3 separate regions of the Hordeum vulgare genome follow, and regions 2 and 3 are each linked to region 1. Evidence: chromatin contacts called from public Hi-C data. All regions are on one chromosome and are shown on one strand. Each heading gives the region's core, a stretch centred on a gene start, on an enhancer-like site or on the middle of the called end of the contact. The rest is flanking DNA. Distances are from core to core; before and after follow the strand shown. Region 1 holds the start of LOC123396352 (RNA polymerase II subunit A C-terminal domain phosphatase SSU72). Region 2 holds the start of LOC123395778 (5-formyltetrahydrofolate cyclo-ligase-like protein COG0212). Region 3 holds the start of LOC123396914 (ethylene-responsive transcription factor ERF110-like).

Region 1 (2,821 bases), core at 117-2,616:
GGCGCCAGCTTCACTGAGATGTTCCTCTTCAGCATTGGCAGCAGGCCGTTCCTCTTGTACCTGGATGCGTCACCGCAAATCCATACTCAGCACAAGAATGCATTGACGAAGTGCTAGGGGAATCCACAGATAAAAATAGAGCCTTGCTACAGGTACGACTAAAATCATCCGATTCCTGTACGACATAGGATAACCACCGTTGATTGCTAATTGATGCAACACCGTCAGCGCACATCGTCTCATCGTACGTGATTCTATTGTACGCGAAGTAATTTCGATAAAAATATCCGGAGTTCAGTTATCTCAGTGTTCCAGGTAAACACACAGAACAAAAAACAGACCTACACTCAATAAAATTACAGCGAATGAATTCCTTCAGCTGATCAACCACCATGCCAATACAAGAAAGGTCAGTCCCGTCTTCATCCAAGGCCTCCTTCAGCAAAAGAGCATCCGTCTCCAGATACACTCGTCCCATTCCCATCTCAGACGCTATCTGAAGCCCAGCCACCGCTGCAAGATCTTGTCCTAGAATTTGCAATCAGGTTGCTGATGCTCTTGCTGCACGAGGTGTACTGATAGCTGGAGAGCCTGCTAGTGTAATTAACGGACTCGATCCGTATGTATCCGGTTTAGTGGCGAGCGATTTGGCTTCGCTCACTGTTTAATGCAATGCACTGATTCTAAAAAAAAAAGGTAAACACACAGAAAGCGAACTACGGCATCCCCCCTCGAATCATTAACGATTACATGCCTCTCAATCAGAGCTGCACAAGAATCGACAGGCGCTTCAAACAAAATCGGGGGAGCTAAATCTAATAGTGAGAAAAGGGGATACAATGGGTAGGAACTAGGAAGGAACCCCAGATATCGCACAAAAATTGCACGATTTATCTACGTTTCCTCCAAATCATCATAAATTTTCTTATAAACCATATCCAAAAACTTCGAACGGCCAGGTCGTAACAGCCTCCCGTTTCTTCCAAATAAAACCCAAGAGCAGCCTCTCCGAGCACAAGATCACCAAAACAAGGAAGAGGGGAGAGATTAGAATAGTACGGACAGGTCGGGGTCCTTGCGGCGGAGGTCGTCGTAGATGCCTCCGTAAGGGGTGCCGAAGTCGTAGACGTTGGGCTCGTGCATCGACGGGCCTGGGAGCTTCACCTGGGAGCCGGTGCCGTAGGACTCGACGTCTAGCGCCGCGCGGCCCAGCACCGCGTGCGCCTCCATGCTTCGGTTCATGTTCGACGAGCAGACCATCGCGAACCTCCACCTCCTCGGCGCCGTCATCCTTGCTCCTCGCCGCCGGCAGGGTAGGGTCGGGGCTCTATCCGACAGAGCTCTTAGACGACGTGTGCGCGTTTGCGCTTCGAGATTTGGGCCCAGCTCTAAAAGAAGTGGGCCTTGGACCTATCCAACGGACACGAAACTTTCTTGAACTGGGCTGGGCTGGCCCAGTTCAGCCATTTTCACCTTGATTAATGATGGTATATTGGTTATGTCGTGAAGAAATACGAAATCACTAATTGAGATATAAATTGAAAATTATTCCCACTTTCATCATTGTTCAAGAAAACGAATAGCGCTGCTGCTGATAGCTTAGCTAATTTTGTAATTGATTTTAAGACAGTTGTCTAGGGATTCTTCATCTTTTTTGGCTATCCATTATACCGAGCTTAATATAGAAACGCTATGAAAGCTTTTTTTCTAAAAAGAAAAATCCTGCTTTCTCATGTTGTGATAAGTGACGCATCACTTGTCACAACCTTAATAAAGTTTATTTGAAACATTTTATCTTTTAAATAATACAACTGTCGCGTCGCTTTTCTTAGGCGACACTCGTTGCGTCGTCGTTCCCCCCGCCTAACCCCTCTCCTTCCGTCTTTCCCTACCGCGGTCGTCGAAGGACACTGGCGTCGATGATGGGCCCCTGCTTATGGCTGTTCTTTATGGGATCTCAACGACATCAAGATTGGATCTTGAGGACACAATGTGATTGAATTGATCCTACACGTGCATGAGTTGCTAGGCATCAAATCAATCAAGTTGCATGTGTGCTTGATTGATGACTGGCTTTGCCATCAATACAGAAACGCCATGGTTCTCGGCTCGTCATCGCTCCCACGACGGTCGTATGTGGGGGACGTGCTCCCTCCTGTTCCTTCCGGACGGGAGCGGACCCCCGTGACGTCGTGTGCTGAGCGGACCAGTACGGCACCCCTCGTGATCGAGCCGGGATCGGCGGCGGCCGTGAGCCCGACACGGTCTCCCCGCACACTCTCATCGCCTCGCTGCTCCTTCCGCATCAGTTGCTTCCTCCCGTCGGTCCGCAACGCCCCCTCTAGGCTACGGACACGCTCCTCGGGGGCTTGGAGTTGCCAGCTCCTGTCTCCATCCTGGGTCCAAGGTCAGTTAAGTCAGTGTCGACGAGGAAGAAGCGTCAACTGCCGCCCGTGTTTACTCCTAGGCGCAGCGAACGCCTGTGCAAGATCGGCTCTGGGACGCGTTTGGGGATGGTGGAGCATGCGCAGACTGTGCTACTACGCAAAATGGGGGTCATTCAGCTGGAAGAGCGAGTTTTAGAGCAGGCACTGGCTGAGTATTTCAAGCTATTTGACAAGCCTCTCGTCCCCCATCATATCAAGGCCGTCACGGCGTTGTTTGTGCAAGGGGAGGACATGTTTTGTGAGCTGGCCTAGGTTGGCCATGGCGCTCTATTGCTGCCAGATCAGGTGGAGTCGTGCGGGCGTGACTCTAGGCGTGTGCAGCCTGAGGGTGTTATGTTAGTTCTCCATGTCGTTAGGCTTGCTAGTGTGGAACG
Region 2 (2,821 bases), core at 147-2,646, 820 kb before region 1:
GGCTATGGGAGAGAGAGCAACGTGGAGGGGAGAGCTGCGGGTGAGAGAGAGAGAGAGGACACGTGAGTAGGTGGCGTGCTTAGAGGCAATGGGTAGGACACAAGCAAACAAGAGGTGGTGCGCGTGCTCAAGCGCGACGACCATGCGCCCAGTCCTACTGCCCCATGGAGGAAGACGACATGGGAGGCGCTGGGGGGCTGGGCCGCCACCTTGGCCGGGTGAGTCCTTTTCTCTCTCTGTTTTTCTTTTTCTTTTTCTTTTTCTATTTTCTGCAATTGTTTTTGATCAGATTGAAACACCAAATCAGTTTCTAAAATTCTAAGAATTTATATGCATGTTAGATGGATATAATCAAAGCTACACACTAAGTTTCAGAGTTATTGAAAATGTATTTCTTTTATAATAGAAATAAAGCCAATTCAAATACAATATGATTTAAATTCAACTGCCTAAAATATATTTTTAAAAATATTCTTAAATATTCGTTTGATATATAGTTCTTGCCAAAATTCTCAAAACCATTTGAAAGGCACTTTGGAAACGTTGAATGCAGTTTTATGGGGCTCTTTGCCCTTCTTTTAAAAAAAATTGAGGCCTCTAAAGATTCATGAATTCAATTTTGTAGAAGTCAACATGATGCAGGATCCTCACAAATACAACTAATTACAAGCATTATGTTAGGACTGTGGGATTGTCCACAAACGAATGCTGGATACAATATGATTTGAATTCAACTGCTAAAATATATTTTTAAAAATATTTTTAAATTTTTGGTTTGATATATAGTTCTTGCCAAAATTCTCAGAACCATTTGAAAGGCACTTTGTAAACGTTGAATGCAGTTTTTTGGGGCTCTTTGCCCTTCTTTTTTTAAAAAATTGAGGCCTCTAAAGATTCCTCAATTCAATTTTGTAGAATTCAACATGATGCTTGATCCTCACGAATACAACTAATTACAAGCATTATATTAGTACTATGGCAGTGTCCACAAACGAATGCAGGATACAATATGATTTAAATTCAACTGCATAAAATATATATTTTAATTGTTTTAAATTTTGGTTCGATAAATAGTTTTTGTTAAAATTCTCAGAATTATTTGAAAGGCATTCTGGAAACGTTGAATGCAGTTTTTTGGGGGCTCTTTGTCCTTTTTACATTTTGTCGAGGCTTCTAAAGATTCCTCAGTTCAATTTTCTACTAGAATTCAACACGATGCATGATCCTCACTAATACAACAATTTTTTTTTGAGACAACACTAATACAAGTAATTACAAGCATTACATTAGGACTGTTGCCGTTGAAGATGCCCTCGTAGGCTCGATGTAGTTAGTGGAGATGGCCCACGGCTCGTTCATCTGTTTCGCTGCGAGAGCGGTATGGGCGCGCATGCCAGCAGCACAACGAGAGTCCCAAGTGCACGTGTGCACGTGCTAACCATCCACAAGCACACACGCGAGTGGTGGTAGCGGAAGCCATGCCTCCCCTACTCCTCCCGGCCTCGCCGTCGTTATCGCTACACTCCGCCGCTGCCGCTGTCGCTGCGTCGTCCTCCCGCCGCGCCAGGGTCGCTGTGGCGTCCAGGAGCTCGTCGTCGTCGTCGTCGTCCTTGGACGAGTCCGCCTTCGAGGCCGAGCGGCTCCGCCTGGACGCCGACGCGCGGGCCTCGATGGCGACCACCGCCGCGGGGGCGCAGGCGGTGGCGGACCCGAGGGCGTGGAAGTGGAAGATACGAAAGCGGGTGTGGGACGTGCTGGAGGCCGAGGGCGTCGCGCGCAACCCCCGCCCCGTCCACCACCGCATCCCCAACTTCGATGGCGCCGCCGCCGCTGCCGATTCGGTTCGCTCTCTCCCTGTCTCCCTTTCGCTTCCCTCCACGGAGCCCCCCACCACGAAAACTAGCAGTCTATTGTTGTTGCTGTTACCAGCCGCGCATACGTCACATTACACAATTGGGGAGTGTTGTCTCTGTAAACCTGCGCCTGTTTAGTCGTCAGTTTAGTTTTCAGTTAGAGCAAATAAAACGGCTGCTGCACGAGCTTGTTTGTGCACTGGCCGATCCGTTGCTTTCGCTAGGTTAGTTAGCTGATAGTTAGCTGGTTTGCTAAGTTAGTTAGACAGGCCGCCGTGCGTGCATCGTGGGATGGCACGAGTTCATGCGAGCATGGCGGCATCGTGGGAGGTGGCGAGCGGGCGTGGGATGGCATGCCGTGAAGCTCGGATCACTACCCTGTTTTCCCTGTAATCAATAGCATAAATAACGAAGAAGAAACTTGCTGCCGCTGGCTGACAATTGGCATCAGAGCTAGCGTTCGCGCGGTTCCTGGAGCGCCATGGCCCGCAGCAACAAGGATGGAGAGGCAGTGGAGAAGGGGGAAGGGGGGGGGGGGGGCAAGTCGCCAACGAGGTCGCCGTCACGGACGCCGTCGACGCCACCGCGCAGAAGGAGCGTGATTCGGAGGGGCGGCAACGAGGTCGTCGTCCACGAGCGCGTGATCCGCGATGCCGGCGCAAGCTCCTACGTCGTCTACCCCACACTGACGTCAACCAACTACATCGAGTGGGCGCAGGTGATGAAAATCAACCTGCGCGCAGAGGGTCTCTGGGAGGCCATGTCCGGCATGGGAGAGCCGGGGGATCGCGAGGACATGGCGGCGCTGTCGGCACTAATCCGAGCAGTGCCACCGGAGCTGGTGCCCATCCTCGCCACCAAGGCCACCTCCGCAGAGGCGTGGGAGGCGGTCAAGCTGATGAAGATGGGGGTGCACCGCGCGCGCAACGCGACGGCACAGCTCCTCCGCTGGGAGTTCGAAGCGCTCG
Region 3 (2,821 bases), core at 139-2,638, 630 kb before region 1:
GGTCCCGAGCCACACGCGCGCCGCCTTGTGCGGGTCACGGATCTCCGCCGCCCACTTTCCCCACGGCCGCTGCCGCACGCCCCTGTACCGCTTCCTCGGCGTGCCCCCTCCGCCACCGGACTCGGCGGAGGACGGCGATGGAAGCTCCTCGTCGCCGGCTGCCGCTCCGTACGCCGAGTAGGATGCCGCGGGCGTTGCTGTGGACTCAAATAAACACAGGAGATAATTAAGGGAAACGATGTCATGACAATTCACTAAGAAATGACTGTATTTGCATCAAACAAAACAACGACTCCTCCCACTGTATTTTTCTACAGTATGTTGCTCTGCTTTCCTGCCCACTTGCTCTGTTTTACTGCAAGATGTGAAACTATTTTTTTTTTGTTTGACGAAATGAATCAGCGTACAGTAAGTTTTTTTTTTTAACACGAATCAGCCTAGGTTTGGCAATGTACTAGTATGAATGGAACAGTGGGAAAACGATAATGCGGATTTCCTTTCATACTTTTGGCGGCTCCTAAGATTTCAAACCCTTGTTAATTGGACATATCGAGCACATGGAAGAAGAAGAAGACCAACATGCTTATTGCTTCTTCTTCCTTCTGCCCTGTTGTAGGTGGCGAGGAACACGTGTCTGACGCTGCACGCATGCTCGTACGCACATCTACACAATCATCCATGATAGCACTAGTTTACAAATCTTAATTTGATTCTCTCTCCCTCGAGTTTCCAAATACAAAAATGATCTACGTTGTACGGAGTACGCATAACATGGGGTCGCTGAGCTGAGCTGAGCTCCCAAATACGTAGAAAAATGATCTAGTCGTTCCATCGTTAATTTGTTCAGGGCCAATAATAATACCATATTATTACGTGTCGTTTTATGCGTGTTGCACGGTGCTTATGCATGGAGATGCATGGTCGTTGTCAAGCGTACTACGTACCGGCAAGGAAGGAAGAGGCCGACCGCGCTCCGCCGTCTCCGTCTCCGTCTCCGTACGACGTCGACCACCACGCCTCCTCCGTGAAGGCCTCATGCTCGGCGGGTCTCTTGGCCGAAGACGCCATCGCCATACCACCCTCGTTGCCGCCGCCGCGGCCGCCGGCCACGACCTGAGCTAGCGCTGACACCATGGCCGACATCTCCTGCGCCTGCCTGCGCCGCCACATCGTCGTCGTATTAGCCGTCGGCGGGGACAGTGCGTGCTCCTCCCGTCCGTCTCCTCCGTCGTCGTCGCCAGCGGCGAGCCGCCGCCGGTGCTCTCCAGGGTCCGCCACCTCGGCGCCGCAGCACATCAACTCACCGACTCTGGCCCACACAACAAATGCCTAGCGTGGTTTGGCTTAGCTACGTGACACGCGACCTTTTCACAAAATGCTTCGAACTCCTGGGCGACGGACAACTATATATATACAGAGAGAGGGGAAGGTTCAGGTGTACGTGCTGGTTTGGCTAACTTACGCAGGAAGATATGCTCGCTTCGTTCGTGAATGCGTGTGTTAAATTAACTAAGCTAGATATTGTCATCGTGGATATAGAATTAGTTCTCCATCGGAACAGTGATCTACATCGATCTACCCACGATCCCACATACAACGCCTTTGTACCATATATAAAGCCATTACCGTTGCCTATCTCATCTAGGGGCCAGTGTATGTGGCACGTGTGTGTTCATGGGCGTTTGCAAATTCTGTTCCTACTTTCGCTGCCATGTCTCTTTTCTTATTGTGTCGGCAGCTTTTCTGCGTACACACGGATCACTTAATTTACTCGCTTCATCTCGGAACAAAGTTGCTTCTTGAACAACGGAAATTGCATTTGAAGCTCGGTCTTCATAGAGGCCTTTAGATTTAAAATCATATTTCATAAAAATATATATTTATACATTTTAAAAATTTAAAAGAAAATACAGAGACAAGTGAGGGCGTAACGGTAGTAATTAACCTAGTTGTAGTCTAAACGTACACGTGTGTTCTAATTTGGTTAATATTGCAAACCGAGTAGGATTAGTAGTAGTATTGCAAGCCGAGTCGGTTTGCAGTAGACCTAGTTTAACAATATATATACGTATACCCCTGTATAGTTTTTGTATCAGATCAAAAGAGAAAAAGAAAAGCGAGGAGCGACACGCCCCTCTAGCTATCAAAACAAAATCCATCGATCAGTTTCTAGTTAGCTAATTTACGTCGAAGGCAGGGCTGTTCCGTCGAGATCGATTCGATCCGATCGTAGCCAGCCGAAGCAAAGGACGCACGTCAACACTAGCTACCCAATCCATCCAGCTGCCTGGCTGTGTGCTAGCAAGCTTAGCACATACACGATACATTTGATCTAATCTAACGATCAAAAGCCAACAATTGGTATCTAGAGCCTCGACGATCTACGATCTACGATGACGGACAGCGACGCTGAGTCGGTCAAGTCCGGCAGCGGCGGTGCCAAGGCGAACAAGAACGACGACAAGGTGAAGAAGGGCGTCAAGTCAGCAACCAGTGGTGGAGGAACGAGCGGCGCCAACGTCCAGGCGCATCGCAACATCCCCATCCAGTACCCGATGCTCACCGACGCCAACTACGGCATGTGGGCGGTGAAGATGAAGATTATTCTTCGATCCCGTCGAGTGTGGGAAGCCATCACGGACGACGACGTCGACGAGGAGTGCGACGAAGGTGCCATGGCCGCCATAGCCCAGTCTGTGTCGGATTCCGTGTTGATGACATTGGCGGAGTTCGAGACGGCAAGAGAGGCGTGGAACGCACTCAAGGAGATGAGGATCGAAGAAGATCGCGTCACCAAGGCTCGGGCACAAGTGCTGAAGCG

Evidence for each region. Hi-C and Micro-C count contacts between places; a contact is called where the count stands out from the background.
Region 2: a contact with region 1 is called in a Hi-C map of leaf, with 3 times the contacts expected there. The contact joins the promoter of LOC123395778 here to the promoter of LOC123396352 in region 1. A contact is called at or near these places in 5 of 6 Hi-C or Micro-C datasets (leaf, seedling and an unstated tissue) and 1 of 1 datasets of contacts at active chromatin or transcription factors (embryo).
Region 3: a Hi-C map of leaf shows a contact between it and region 1, with 3 times the contacts expected there. The contact joins the promoter of LOC123396914 here to the promoter of LOC123396352 in region 1. A contact is called at or near these places in 4 of 6 Hi-C or Micro-C datasets (leaf and seedling) and 1 of 1 datasets of contacts at active chromatin or transcription factors (embryo).

The regions. Positions count from the first base shown.
Region 1 is chr5H:235,491,578-235,494,398 of MorexV3_pseudomolecules_assembly, reverse strand. LOC123396352 (RNA polymerase II subunit A C-terminal domain phosphatase SSU72) reads right to left here and starts at 1,366. Exons shown (of 4, transcript XM_045091304.1): 1 at 1,064-1,366; 2 at 1-60. The coding sequence starts at 1,290.
Region 2 is chr5H:236,310,423-236,313,243 of MorexV3_pseudomolecules_assembly, reverse strand. It overlaps LOC123395778 (5-formyltetrahydrofolate cyclo-ligase-like protein COG0212), which reads left to right and starts at 1,396. Exons shown (of 7, transcript XM_045090808.1): 1 at 1,396-1,841. The coding sequence starts at 1,479.
Region 3 is chr5H:236,121,638-236,124,458 of MorexV3_pseudomolecules_assembly, reverse strand. It overlaps LOC123396914 (ethylene-responsive transcription factor ERF110-like), which reads right to left and starts at 1,388. Exons shown (of 2, transcript XM_045091680.1): 1 at 945-1,388; 2 at 1-197. The coding sequence starts at 1,296.